2 separate regions of the Mus musculus genome follow, and region 1 is linked to region 2. The links are chromatin contacts, called in public HiChIP or PLAC-seq maps. All regions are on one chromosome and are shown on one strand. The core of a region is the stretch at or near the end of the contact, and the rest is flanking DNA. Distances in the headings are between cores, read along the strand shown.

Region 1 (2,700 bases), core at 159-2,658, 550 kb after region 2:
AGAGTTATTCCCTTATACTCTACTATTGGTGCATCTCAACACTTATTAAGATATCTCAAGTGTAAAAATACACAGAACTCATCCTAAGCACATGATTCACAGCTAATAGCCTGAAAGCAGAAGCAAGCTGTGGGGTTAAGATCTTCTCCTCCAACATTTACCACTGACATGAATGCTCAGCTCGCCTCTCTTGGCCTCTCAGTAGCCACTGGAGCCTTCTTGGCAGCCTTGAGGGTTGCCATACCTTTCTGTTATTGTCTCTTGAGCTACAAATTCAACACCTAGCACAGAGAATGACAACAGGAGTTTGGTAACTATTTCTGTGCTTTACAGAATCCAAGAGGACTTCTGAGACTTTTCTCTTCGTTGTTTTACTTAATAAAGTATTTTGGATTCTGTTTTTGAGATAGACTTCTGTAGCATAGCTCAAGTCGGCCACCTCCTGCCCACTCTGCTGAGTCAGGGGGTAGCAGCTACAAGCCACCATGTCCAGACAATCATATGTTTCTGTTTTTAGATTGTATGAATACTTGTCCACGTGTGTGCTCATGTATGCAGGCATGCACATACACATGTACACATACCTGTGGAGACCACAGGATGACATGGTGTTTTCCTCAAACATTCTCTACCTATCCTGTTTTTTTTTCCTAAGGCTATGTAGCCCTGGCTGACCTAGAACTTGCTATGTAGACCAGGCTGGTTTGAACTCACAAAGATCTGCCTACCTCTGCCTCTAGAGTGCCTTTTGAGTGCTCTATTTTTTGACACACGGTCTCTCACTGAACCTGAAGCTCACTAACGAGGTAATGGTAGCTGACCAAGGAGCCCCAGGGATCATCCTGAATCTGCCTCCACTGTGTTGATTTCGGGCATGGCACAGCCTTCCAGCTTTATATTGGTTCTCCTGTTATACAATCAATTAGGATGAACAAACTGAACCTCCTACCATTTAACGCTCTGATTCCAAATCACAGAGCTAAATGGATGGAGCTGAGACTCAACTGAAGTCTCCTGGAATCTGGTTCCACGGCGTGGCTGGGCAGCAGCTCTCTCCAGCCATGTCTCCTTTTGAGAAAGTGGAGCTAGAGTGGACAGGACCTAAAGGACCTCACAAAACAGAGACACACTGAACACTGCGGGTGCTTGCCCATGGCCTCCTTCCAGCACCACCACCCCAGTCCTACTAAACCCGCATCTCTGCGTGTGCATTCCCAGAAACCTGTGAATGTTGTTTCTGGAATGGTCCTTAGGCACACTAATATCTGAGGACCTTTTCCTTAACTCAGCAAGCAGGTTTCTGATGCCAAAATGGCAGATTCGAAGAAAAGTGTTGGGGGTTGGTCTGGTACTGCTTGTATTCATATGCTAAATTCTGCATCCCAAGATCTGGTTGTCCCAAGACCAGACAACTCCCATGCACACCAACCTTTATTATGCAAACGTTACTCCCTAATTTAAAACTATTGGTTAAATAAAAACTGGCAAGAGCCAATTACTGGGAGAATGGAGAGTGGTGGAGTTTGGGTTACCAGGCTGGGGGTTGTAGAACAGGAGGTCTCCATTAGTCATGATGCACCAGCAGCAAGAGCCCAAATAAAATGCCTCCCCAAGACCCCAGACTGCAGGAGCAGAAATAACCCAGGAAGACTCAAACAGCAAGTGTTGGGGGAGCACAGCTGGGGAAGCAGCCAGAGGAGCATAGAGGATTAGATTAGGGTTAATCCCCCAGTAATTGTGCAGAGCCTGATAAATACATCATAGCTTGAATCTCATTCATCTGAAGCTAGACAAGGATAAGTTTAGTTCATATTAATTTACAGAAAAGTTAGAGAGCATCTTCTGTGCCTCCACTTAACTGTGCTCCCTGCCTCCCCTCTGCCCTCACCTCCTCACCCCTCCCCGCCACAGAGACCCGCTCTGTGTCTTCCTCTCCTCCGTCCCCGTGTTCTGGTTTGCTTGATGTTGCTAAATATACTCAAAAAAGGAAAAGAAAGTGTAAAAAAAAAAGATATTAACGAAACACCTTCAAAAGCATGTCTCCTCTGAGGAGCACTTCCCTCCCACCCTTTTTTGCAAGAATAATACATTATCATCCATGTAAAATCAACGACACCTGGATCGTTGGCTGGTTTTATTCTCTTTCTGTTTGAATGTGAGGCATTGTGTACAACCAGTTCCCTCCTGGGACATGCCTGGGATGCAGTTCCATCCCTCAGCTCTTTAATTAAAGTCACAAAAACATCAAGAGGGTCTCACCCTTATAAACACGAAAAAAAACTTTCCAGGAAATGGCTCTGTGTCTTGTGTTAACAGATGTCACGGGGTAGTCGGCATGGAGGGTGTTGTTTTAAAATTCTCAATCTGTCTCGCTGGAGTTTTTCCTTAGATGGTTCCTGGATAGCATCACGCAGTTGCCTTTTTTAACGTTCACATCCCTTTATTTAGCTTTTCTGCCCTGATTCACCTTGAACACTTGTGGATTACAAACAACCCCCAGATCTGTGCCTTAGATCTGTGCCGCCATCATCACTGCCAGTTAATTTCTCTGGGTTGGGCCTTGTTCTCATTTGCCTCTGGATGCTGAGAGGGGGAATAGCTTGCTACTTAAGCAGACGTGGGTGAGTCTTTCTGACCTTAAACATCTGGGTGATAAGTGGGAAAATCTTTTAATCAAATACATAGCATGATAGTGACACA
Region 2 (2,700 bases), core at 53-2,552:
GATTGAGAGACAGAGATGGGGCAGAGAGAGACAGAGACAGAGATAGAGAGACAATGACAGAGAGACAGAGATGGAGAGACACAGAAACAGAGAATGTGGAAGCTGATGAGGATGGCCTTTTGTTAGTCCCCTCTGTGACTGTCCCCTCTGCTTTCCCTTCTGCTTGCATGCATAATTGATTGCTGACAATACAATGAACTTGGCCATTTCTGAAAAAACATTCTACCAAGATGGACAAGCTGTGCTTTCCTGAGCTTCCAAAGTTCCCTCATCAGTTCTGAGTCATCTCCCCTTTTCAGAAACCACACATTCCCAGTTTCCTGAGGTGGCTTGCTGTATTAGCTCCTGATGGCCCTTCTCCCAGTGTCGCCAACGTGTTTCCTTACAAAACTTTGCTGAGTGATGCCAGTTCCTAGGAGATGCTGTAAAAATCTTCCTTAAAAAAAAGTATTTCTTCTAGGTGTCAGAGTGCTTTCCTGCACATATATGTCTGTGTACCACATTTGGGCCTGGTGGCTGCAGAGGGAGAAGAGCAGATCCTCAAGAGTGATAGTCACAGATGTTTGTAAACTGCCACATGGGAGCAGCCAGGGCTCTTAACCTTTGAGTCATCTCTCCAGCCTCATGGTGACATTTCTTCACTCTTTAAAGGCTATCTAGGGGCTGGAGAGATGGCTCAGTGGGTAAGAGCACCCGACTGCTCTTCCGAAGGTCCAGAGTTCAAATCCCAGCAACCACATGGTGGCTCACAACCATCCGTAACAAGATCTGACTCCCTCTTCTGGTGTGTCTGAAGACAGCTACAATGTACTCACATATAATAAATAAATAAATCTTTTAAAAAAAAAAAAAAAAAAAAAAAAAAAAAAAAGGCTATCTAAAACTCTTCCCCAAAATGGGTTCTTCCCTTTCTTAAATATGGAGAAACCCAAACATCTTAACTTCGTAACAGTCTACATTCGTGAGTCTCTCCTCATAAGAGTGCAACCATCAGTGTTAACTCTAGACAGAACAGAATCGGTTAGACACTTTCCAAGAAAGAGAAAAAGACAAGCCTGCAGGCATATGACTACGGCACAGCCGTGGGGACAACCAACTTGAAATGTAAGTTTTGTCAGACAAAAAAACCACCAAGTTACTTTTCCATCTTGGTGAGAGGACCTAATGGCTGTTGCTTAAACGGGATAATCTCAAATCATCAAATCGTTTCCTCTCCTATTTTGATGGAGAGCAGTGTGTAGCAGAGCATTAGCCAGCTCTGTGCCATCATCCCACAAGGCTAGCCTTGGATAGGCTAGGAGCCAGGGAACCTCAGTGAGCTGCTTCAGGAAGTCGGTCTGGCCACCCAGGGTTCCAGTGGCTCTTGTGTGGCACTGACTGGAAGAAGCCCTTTCTTGTCCACTGGACACTGCCGTTCTCCTGGACTCCTCTTGGGAAGTAAAGGGAAGTAAATATGCCTTCTCTCCTCCCTGTTGTGGCAGCATGAACCGGCTCTATTTGAATTTTAGGCAAAGTAAGTGAGAACACTTGTCTTTTAGTAATTTCTTTTAATGAAAGTCTTGCACAGCAGCCCACACAGATGGGTAACTCTGTACATTTCACTAGAATCAAAATGCTTCTTTTTTTCATCCTATTTATATTTTCTATTTTCCAATTTAGACTTATAAATGTAGTCATTGGAGGAAAAAAAAAAAGATAACCTAAGCCTTTGGGCCTAATGTAGGTTTTTTTTTTTCTTAATTTGGTTTTTGAAAAAAAAAATAAAAAATGACATTGGTCTGACTTCTTTTGTCTGAATAAAAGCTTAAGCTCAGTGTAAAAGGGTTGCATGTGCTGAAATGTTGCCCAAGGATATATGTTATTATTCCTCCCCCCTTGACCAGCAGGGTCTCCTTCTCTTTCCCTTTCAGCCTTTTGTTTGAACAGATGGGGTTGGGGAAGCTGGGGGAAGAAAGGCATTCTGTTCTCATTAACTCTCCCCATACACAAACACAACCTGGGCTTCAGGGACTCAGGACAGAGACAGCTCCCACTCCATTGCCATTGAGACCCCAAGTAGGAGATACAAAGGAAGCCGCGCTGAGGACAGACATCACCATATCAATGCGACTGACTGCTAACCAGAGAGATGGCGTTTATGGATGGTTTCAGAAATAGACTCAAGCCAAACTAAAACAAACAAGCAAACAAAAACCCACCCGTGTCTCTGCCTAACATAGGACACAGACAATCACTATTTGAAAAAATTACCCAAATCTGAAACATATACTTTATCTCAATGTATTCCTTTCAGACATTCTTTCATTGCATATAATGATATCTTAAGAGTATGATAATAAATTGTGGAGACTGACAAAGTTATTCTATGAACTATTTGGTTATTTTACTTTATATGTGGTAGAGTTAAAAGCTCAAAGATGAAGACCTAGAGTAGTGAGAGCTCTTTAATTTCAATGTAATGTAATAAAAATTATGATTAAGGTTCTCTGTGTGAGTGATTGTGCCTATTGGAGTATTCCTGACCAAGAAAAGAGTTGCAAAAATTAAAAATATGGTCTGAATGCTGAAATCACCCCCTTTACAATCCTTCTGAAAGTCTAAGAATCCATGGTATTTTGAAGAAAAGAGTAAGGTTTCAGAGAATGAAGTGAGATTGTCTGTCCTGGTGAGTTAATTCATGGGTAAGACTCTCTTCCCTCT

The links. HiChIP or PLAC-seq counts read pairs in DNA pulled down with a chosen protein or histone mark.
Region 1: a contact with region 2 is called in an H3K27ac HiChIP or PLAC-seq map of embryonic stem cells, with 2.7 times the contacts expected there. The contact joins two enhancer-like sites. A contact is called at or near these places in 3 of 115 datasets of contacts at active chromatin or transcription factors (all in embryonic stem cells) and 1 of 9 other capture datasets (embryonic stem cells).

What each region holds. Positions count from the first base shown.
Region 1 is chr3:102,604,078-102,606,777 of GRCm38.p6, forward strand. No RefSeq gene overlaps it. Among named protein-coding and RNA genes, the nearest start is that of Gm40112, 89 kb to the right of the region's middle. Within about 2 kb of position 1,409, at least 4 of the 459 cell types and tissues checked have an H3K27ac peak or open chromatin away from gene starts, as enhancers often do. A contact at or near this core is called in embryonic stem cells, where this site is marked.
Region 2 is chr3:102,054,104-102,056,803 of GRCm38.p6, forward strand. No RefSeq gene overlaps it. Among named protein-coding and RNA genes, the nearest start is that of Casq2, 31 kb to the right of the region's middle. Within about 2 kb of position 1,303, at least 17 of the 459 cell types and tissues checked have an H3K27ac peak or open chromatin away from gene starts, as enhancers often do. A contact at or near this core is called in embryonic stem cells, where this site is marked.